Regions from separate parts of the Canis lupus genome. Here region 1 is linked to region 2. A link is a contact called in public Hi-C data. All regions are on one chromosome and are shown on one strand. The core of a region is the stretch at or near the end of the contact, and the rest is flanking DNA. Distances in the headings are between cores, read along the strand shown. Region 1 holds the start of POU2F1 (POU domain, class 2, transcription factor 1). Region 2 overlaps CD247 (T-cell surface glycoprotein CD3 zeta chain).

What was found. Hi-C and Micro-C count contacts between places; a contact is called where the count stands out from the background.
Region 1: a contact with region 2 is called in a Hi-C map of blood, with 2.4 times the contacts expected there. The contact joins the promoter of POU2F1 here to the enhancer-like site in region 2.

The regions. Positions count from the first base shown.
Region 1 is chr7:31,089,969-31,094,671 of UU_Cfam_GSD_1.0, forward strand. It overlaps POU2F1 (POU domain, class 2, transcription factor 1), which reads right to left and starts at 2,665. Exons shown (of 16, transcript XM_038542646.1): 1 at 2,561-2,665. The coding sequence starts at 2,621. All of the region lies in intron 1 of LOC106559032 (a long non-coding RNA gene), which reads left to right.
Region 2 is chr7:30,880,998-30,885,100 of UU_Cfam_GSD_1.0, forward strand. The region is part of intron 1 of CD247 (T-cell surface glycoprotein CD3 zeta chain); the gene reads left to right. Among named protein-coding and RNA genes, the nearest start is that of CD247, 55 kb to the left of the region's middle. Within about 2 kb of position 2,059, at least 3 of the 20 cell types and tissues checked have an H3K27ac peak or open chromatin away from gene starts, as enhancers often do. A contact at or near this core is called in blood, where this site is marked.

The DNA.
Region 1 (4,703 bases), core at 1,415-3,914, 210 kb after region 2:
TTCTCTGGTACTTTACTAATAGGGGTAAAAAAAAAAAAAACCACCAATGAGAAGCAACGCTGTTTTTAAAAAAACAAAAAAACAAAAAAACACTAAAACTATGTAAAATAAAAAAGAAAGAAAACTTTAACAAGGGAAAGACCAAAAATGAAAATTACTGTTTCTTCTGAATTACGGAAGTTAGCCTGACTTTCACAGACCAACTGTCCTAATTCTACATAAAACATAAAATCAATTCTGACAACTTAAAGAGGGGTGGGTGTGCTGGGAGAAGAATAAGTTACAAGATCAGGGTAGACACAATGCCTATGTTTATTATTCTACTATGTTCACTCATTTAACCATGACACAAATACTTAAAGAAAACATAACCCCATTTCTGTTTTTAGGAGTGCTACCATTAAAATAAGCAAACCTTAACAGGGATAGCACAAAATTAATATCAGCCATCTTTTAAATTAGAATGAAGAAGTTGAAAAGGAAATGCAGCACTGAGACATTCTGAAAGTGCTGTTAATTGGAACTTCTAAAACATTTAGTTATTCTACAACTCCTAGAAAAAAACTATGGGTTTTACAAATACTGCAGACCTTTTACAAAGCCTGAAAGTGTTTAACTTGGAGGTAGAAGCCAAGGGGCAGGGGAGAACTATCACCAAAGTAAAGTGATTTATTTGTATGAAATCAAAATAGGTTTCAGTCGCCTCTGAAAATGAGAAGATTTTCTTTCCTTAGGCCTAATATTACTGCAAACTGTAAGAAAGTCTTTTTAAGAGAAAACAAAACACGACAGAGTTGAAGCCTAGCTAGGAGCTGCTTTACTGCTGGTTAAGGCCCCAGGAGGGTTTGTTTTGCCCGCGGAGGACGGGTATGTGTATGGAAGTTGGTAGGGGAAAGTCATTTTGGTTATTAGTAAATAAATCAAGCGGCAGAGAATGAGGCCTAGGCAACTGCTAGAGGAGCCAAGGCCTAGCTCTCCCCCTGCTCTTCCCAGCACAGCCTGGGTTTGATCTCAGAGCCCCGTGGATTGCCAAGGAAAAAAAAAAAAAAGAATCATATCGAACCACAAAAGCACATGGGGCGAATGTAAAATATAAACACGGCGTTGGGCTGTGAGTGGCTGTTATTAAAGGTCTGAATTACTAAACATGAGAGGCGGGGAAAGCCAGGCGGCCATTTCAATAATATAAACCTCCCCGAATTAGACATTATTCAAATGAGAGAGGTTCGGCTAAGCCGAGAGTAGAGAGGACCGAGCACCCAGCAAGAAACCGACACCACAGGACCGGGGAGGGGGATCTCCGCCCCTACCTAACTCCCCACAGGAGAGGGGAAATCTAGAATATTATCAACTTGTCAGGCCAGCCGGTGCTCGGGCAGGGGCAGGAGGGCAGCCCTCTCTACATCCAAGTTCCTGAGAGGCCTCCGGGTGCTTCTGGGGCCTGAGAGCCAGAGGCCCCCGAGGGCCCCCGGCCCGGTCCGCCCGGGTTGGGCGCGGGGGCGGGGGCGCGGGAAGGGGCGCGGGGGCGGGGGGGAACGGAGATCAGACCACGCCAGACACCTCCAGCCAACTCCCCAGGGAAAGCACGACCCACGGGGACCGCTGACCGACGGTCCGGAACACATGGGGCTGCCCCGGAGGGCATCCCCCTCCGAGGGGAACTTTCCACGAGGGCCGCCTTCCCAGCCCGTCCGCCCCGGAGGGGGCGAAGCGGACCCCTGCGCGGGCTCCCCACCCCCGCCGCCCCGAGGCCACCTCACAGCGCCCACGACCGCTTGCCCCTACCCACCTAGGGCGCAGGCCCGGTTCAGGTCAGGCCGCCACACGGGGGACAAGCGGGGCGCGGCCGAGGTGCCCGGGGCCGTGACCCCCGGGCTCAGCCCCGCTCGGACCCCCGTGCGGCGGCGGGGCGCGGGCAGAACGCTCTCCCCGGGCGCACCCCCGGGCCGAGCCCCCCCCCGCCCGGGCCCTCTCCCGGGGGGGACGCGGGTGGCTGTCCGGCCGCCGGGGTCCGCTCCGGCCCCGCCGCCTCCCCGGCATTGTGCTCGCCGCCACCTCCATCCCCCTCCACGCCCCCCCCACCCCGCGCCCGCCCGGCCCGGGTCGCCCGCCCGCGCCCCGCCGGCCCAGCGGCTATGAATATGTAAAATGTCTTTATTGTCCTCTCCCTGTGCCCCGGCCCCGCGGCCCCGCCGAGGACCCGCTCGGGTTCGGGCACGGCGGCGAAGAGGCGGCGGCGGCCGGCGGAGGAGGAGGGCCGGTGCCGGCGGGCGGGCGGGCGAGCGGCGGCGGCGGCGGCGGCGGGGTGGGCCGGGGGCAGGAGGAGGGCGGTGGATCGCAGCCCCCTTTGCCCCTTGTCTTCCCCCTCCGCCTGGCCGCTCCGAGCCTCTTTTCCCCTCCGTTCGGCGCCCGGCGGGGGCTCCGTGCTCCCCGGCCCCCCATCTCCCCGCCGTTAATTATAATAATCCTGAGTACTAATAAATTATGCTAAGTCGCGGGGGGGGCAGCGGGAGCCGGGGTTGAGTATGAATATGAATATGTAAAATGCTGTAATGATTACCTGCTGCTGCTGCCGCCGCGGCTGAACTCTCATCTTGACTCGCTGCTCCTCCGTCCGCCATTTTGAATATTTTAACCAAAATCGCCCGGTCGATAAACCCTCCCTCGCTCCGGCTCCCCTCCCCCCTCCCGCCCTCCGTGCCTCCTCCCTCCTCTCCGCCCCCTCCCGCTCCTTCCTCTCCCCGGGCTCGCGCCAGGGGGCGCGCGAGGCCGTCCCCTAGGAGGAGCCCCACCCCTTCGGGCGCTCTGCGCACGCGCCTCCGGGTCGCCGTGGCTCTCCAGTAGCTAAAGCGCCCTCAACCTGCCAGTCACCCCTTTGCTGCACTTTCCCCCCGCCCCCCCGCCCCTCTCGGCTCTGCACATGCGCAACGCTTTCCACGCGCCTGAGATGCAGGCGGCGCATGCGTTACCTCTCCTGGGCTCCTTCTTGAAGCGTAACCTGTGTAGCACGTTGAGCATTCGTCCCTTCTTACTATGCCCCCTCTCCTCCCGCCCCACTGCCCTCCCAGCCTCACTCCGGCGTTCCCCAATGGACAGTGGCATTTTGAAAGAAGGGCGGGGGGCACGGCGGCCCAGAGCGTGGAAACGCGTGGAGTACCCGCGGGCAGGACCAGCCCCGGCGTCCCCTCCGCTGCGCGCTTTTTAAGGCTTTCCGCGCGGTTGAACCTCTGACAACAAAGGAGGGGCAGCTCCCCTGCTAGGTAATTTCCGGCCCGGTGGGCAGGTAGGGGCGGAAACGCCCGCCGCGGGGAGCCGGGCTGGAGGCACCTGCTGAGCTCTGCGCGGGCGTCCCGCTTTAAATTTGAATCCTAACGAGTCCCCGCCCCCAGCTCCGCGAATGCTGGAGACCCGGCCGGGCGAGCGCGCGGGGGAGGGTCTCGTGCTGGTTCTAATTAGCCTCCCATCCCTTCTGCTCTACTTGTTTGTAACCCCCGGTCGCTTCTGGGGCGCCGGACGCTCCAGTGGCCCGTGCCTGCCCCTGCCCCTGCCCCTGCCCCTGCCCCTGCCCTTGGCGGGGTTTTCCTGCGCCCCGATCGCCGCTCGCCCGACCGGAGCGCGTAGCCGGCGCCCTGGGCCGTGGGAAGCCGTTCTCCCCTGACTTTGGCTTGGGAACATACTTAAAACCTAGCCGTAAACTGGAAACTGATGACCTTAAAAAAAAAAAAAAAAAATCTCGAAATCAGCGGTAGCCTCATCCAGAATGTCACTGTTTCTCAGAGCAAAGAAGATAGCAGGCGTTTTGTGTTGTAAATCTCTTTTATTTCAGTCATGTTCTAAGATTTATCTTTAAAGGTAAATTTCCCTGGACAAGACCCAGGTCAATGATTTTACGAATTCTTTTTTAAAAAAGCCCTAAGATTTTTCCAGTTTGGGTTTTTGTTTGTTTGTTTGTTTGTTTTTGTTTTTGGTCTTTGTTTTTGAGGCTGAATAGAAAAGCATCTCTCCTAAGTGAAGTTAGAAAAAAAGAAATTCAGGAGGCCCCTGGGCGGCTCAGTGGGTTGAGTCTGTGATTCTTGATTTCAGCGTCCTGAGTTCAAGCCCCACCTTTGGTGTAGAGCTTAGTTGTTTTGTTTGTTTGTTTGTTTGTTTGTTTGTTTGTTTGTTTAATAAAAAAGAAATTCAATCCTAGATTGTCTTGAGAGAAATGACTGTAAAGTTTAAATGGAGTAGAATTGCCGATTCCACATAAAAGAAAAACGGATCTCTAAGAGAGCGGTTATTCTAACGGCTAAAGTTTTAATCACGGGTCTTAGTCTCCTCATTGAATTCCTTACACTGTGCGAGTACAGATGAAGCTATTGTCAGTGACAGCCAATGAATTTGGGGTGGGATTGATTTATTCATGGTAATTAAGCCGTAGGGTGTGTGCTTGACTGTGCAAACCAAATAATTGGGCCACCATATAATCTAATTATTTCAAGCCACGCCAACCAACACACAGTTAAGGAAATGCAAATTTCAATGGTGTTACAATTAATCCGGAAATAAGTTATATTCACCGGCATTACCATAGGGGAAGTCTCAAAATCTTCAACCTATTTGAAGCAAAGTTAATTACAGGTCCCTGCTCTGAGGGCAAGGAAATACCTCCAAGAAAAAGAACCTAAATACTTAAATTCCTGTCTTCTATCTTGATCTTTGTT
Region 2 (4,103 bases), core at 809-3,308:
GGTTAAAGCATGAGTGGCACACCTGGTCACCCCCATCCCATTACACAGCCCTGATGAAAGCACTCAGGGTCCCTGGCTTGCCCAGAGCAGCTTGTGGCTCCCTTCCAGAAGCACAGAACACCTCTGAGACAGAGCTGATGCAGCATGAGATACCCACTCCCATTCCTGGCCCTGCCCAGGTGGGCCTGTCATGCCCACGCTGCCCAGAGTCTCCCGAGACCCAGATGGCTACGAGGCCTTCCTGTCAGGACCCCAGTAAGCTGGTCCTCAGCAAATGCCTGGATGTGAAGAACACAGGGCAGGAGAAAAGAAAATCCCAGGACTGTCCTCATTAGTGTATTTTATTTTTTAAAAAGATTTTATTTATTTATTTGACAGAGAGAAAGAGAGAGAGAGTGCGCACAAACAGGGAGAGCAGCAGAGGGAGGGGACCCCGGGATCATGACCTGAGCCGAAGGCAGGCGCTTAACACCCTGAGCTACCCAGGTGTCCCTTGTTAGTATATTTTTAACAAGGTAAATCCTAAGGCAGCCCTGTTCGGTGACATGATATCCACATGAGATTACACATCAGTGCGGATAAATGTGGAGAATGAGCACAAGATGGATCAGCAATGTTAAAGTCGTGGCTCCCTTGGGTGTCTCTCTGACATATGAGATGGAGTGTGTGAGTCTGGGTCCCAGTCAGGTTGCTCTGTGTCTGCGACAGAGAGCTCTGGGTCTGCCCTCCCTCAGGGAGCAGCCCATCCACAAATGCTGGGGGTGTGTGTGTGGGGGGGGGGGGCGGATACATTCATAGTATTTTCCAGATCCAGCTAGCCCAGAAAGCAGTGGTCCCCACGGCATGGTGTACAGGAGAACCCAGGGGGAGCATGTTAAAAACCCAGATCCCGGATCCCTGGGTGGCGCAGCGGTTTGGCGCCTGCCTTTGGCCCAGGGCACGATCCTGGAGACCCGGGATCGAATCCCACGTCGGGCTCCCGGTGCATGGAGCCTGCTTCTCCCTCTGCCTGTGTCTCTGCCTCTCTCTCTCTGTCTCTGTGACTATCATAAATAAATAAATAAATAAATAAATAAATAAATAAATAAATAAATAAATAAATAAATAAATAAATAAATAAATAAAAAACCCCAGATCCCTAGATTCACCTCCAGAGACTCTAATTCAGTGGCTGGGGGGTGATTCCCGACACAGGCCCCAGACCAGACAGGGAAACACTGCTGAGGACTTTGCTATAGGCCAAGAGGGGAGTAAAGAAGCCCCTTTTTGTCCAGGAACTAGCGCAACTGGCTTTTTCTTTCTAAGTCAAAATTCCCTACATCTGTGCTTGTCAGGAGACCTGGTCAGCTCAAGTCAGAGAAAAGCGGAAAACGCCAGTCGTCGCCAGGTCCTTGGCCACCGCCTCTGCAGCGGGGCTCCTCGCGGCCGCCGCGGGGCGGGGGGGGGGGGGGGGGTAGGAGGGCGCCCGCAGCCCCGCAGCCCCGCAGCCCCGCAGCCCCGCGGAGCGGCCTCCCCGCGCGGTGCACCTGCCGGGCGTGCGTACCGGGAAAGCCCGGAAGCGCAGGCAGTGCTCGCGGGGCTCCAAAGTGAGAGGGCTGTCGGGGCTGAGAGTGGCAGCTTTGACGACACTCGGAGTCCCCCAGTTGAGAGCACAGAGCCCCCTGCGCTTCCTCCCTGTCCCGAGGGCTGGCGGGGAGCCGGGGGGCGGGGGGGGGCCCGGCCTCCGCGGGGGCCCGCGTCCTGCGCCTCGGGCTCGGCCCCGGCGAGGGCACGCGCGGGCGTTTGCCGGGTGACCCAGCCAGGCCTCTCCCAGGCGGACCCCGGGCCCTCGGGGGGACCCCCGCGTCGCTGGCCCCGGCGCCTGGAGCCAGCCCTCGACCCGCCGCCCCCGCCCCCGCCCCGCCGGCTCCCGCCGGGGCCACTCGTCAGCGCAGGGCTGGGCGGTGCGGTCGCGGTGGGGAGGGGAGGGGACCGCAAGTGGGGGCGGCCGCCTGAGTGCGAGCAGTTTAGATGGGAGATCACGGGCGGGCGATAACCCGATAACCCGGGCCCTGGATGGCAGCTCAACAGGAAACCTCGAGGAGGAGATGGCTGCGGGCGGGAGGGGCGGGGCTGCTGCTCGCTGTAACCGCACCGGGGGCGCGCCGCCGCCGCCGGGGAGCCCGCCCTGGCTGCAGGCAGAGGCCGGGCCCCGCGCCCCTCTCCCGGCCCCAGGTTCCCTCGCCCTCTTGGCGGAGGCTGCCGTGTATGAATTCGGTTGGCGTCTTTGGGGCTGGGCTCTGGGTGTGGCCGGAGTGAGGAGCCCAGCCCCCGACCGCGCTGGGTGGGCTGTGCCAGCCTGAGCAGGGTGGCTGCGGGTCACACGGAGGGTGGTGAGTGCGAGTGAGGGTGGCCACCTCTGGAGAAGCCCCCGGAGCCGCTCCGCCTTCTCCTTCCCCTTTCCATGCAGGGCCCAAGGGACAGAGAGTGTGGCCTGGGAGGGCCAGCCTCAGCTCTTGAAAATCCCAGCGAGTTGTTTACTCTGTTGAGGGATCTGTATCTGATTTAGAACCCAAATAGCATTTCCTCCCCACCCCAACCTCTGAGGAGCTTGGTGCAGTGGGACCTGCTCCCCGGGCCTCCTCCTGGACGCTCGCGCCTCCGTGGCCACGCAGGGTAAGAGGCACAGGGCCTCCAGACTTGGACCCAGAGCGGCCCTGGGCCACGGAGGCCGCTGGCTGGACGGGGCATCAGGCAAGCAGGTTTCTGCTACAGGTGCTGGGAGAGCCCTGAGGAGGTGCTGTCAGTGGCCTGGGGCTGCAGGATGGCTCCCAGAGGACTCGAGAGGCTGCGGGTACAGCCCCCCCTTCCACCCCAGGGTCTTCATTCAGTTGCCCAGGGAGCTCAGCTTCCGTTGCCCAGAAACCTACTTGGCTTCTGGGGTCCCTGGCTCCCCAAGGGCGGTGGCTCTGGCTGGGCAAGGCTGTGTGGCCAGAGCTGTTTTCATCTCACTGTACCCGCCTGACTGGGCTGGTGCTCCTAGTGGGGATGAGGAAGGGAGAGACTTTGCCCTCATTCCTGCAGCACTGGATAACAGCATCAATAGTAATCGGTTGGTTAAGTGTTTACCTTCACCTGAGGTCATGGTCTCGGGGTCCTGGGATTGAGCGCCACATTGGGCTTCCTGCTCAGCGGAAGCTCCCCACGTCAGCTCCCTGCTTCTCCTTCTCCCTCTGCCCCTCCCTCTGCTCCTGCTGTCTCTCTCTGTCTCTCAAATAAATAAATCAAATCTTTAAAAATCATCATCATCATCATTCTGTTTGCTGGCAGTAATTGTTTTCATGTTCATTCAGAAGTGTAACCATATTCCCCAAACACCATTATAGTGAAAATTTCTATCTATTGGAGATACTTCCAAACCCCAGTAAGTCATCACCAGAAGTGCACTGAGCCACAGCCTAGTTGGAGGAACCTTGCTGGATGGATGAGTCCCCGTGCCTCCACTTGGTGCCCTGCCTAGAACTGTGCCGCACATACCTCGTTTGATTTAAAGGTTCACGTCATTCATGGAAAATAAACTCCTCCCGACCTCCCCCTTCCCTGACTCCTCTTGAATTAAGTGTGGAGAGCATTTTTTGAGAATGTAGCCACCCAGATATTGATAGCAACATCAATATTGATATAGACATACCTATATAAACATTTTTCTTGCGGGAAAGTATGCAAAAATATAATTTTACCATTTTAACCATTTTAAGTGTATAATTCAGTGGCATAAAGTTGTTGTGCAGTCATTACCACTATCAGTTTCCAGAACTTTTTCATCATCTCATACAGAAACTCTAATCAGAGATAGATTTCTGTATTATTATACATACACAGCCTATATATATCTTCTTTTTCATACATACAGAAGCATAACACTCCAGAGTTTGCTTTTTTTTCATCTAATTATCTTGGAGACCTTCCCATAGCAGCCTGTACAGAACTATCTGTTGTGTTTTTAATTTTTTTAAACTGCTACCCATGACTATACCTACATTTACTAATTAGATTCCTAGCTGGTGGGTGCTTAAGTTGTTTCCTTTTTTCTTTTTTTGCTCCTGCAGATAATTATGTAATAA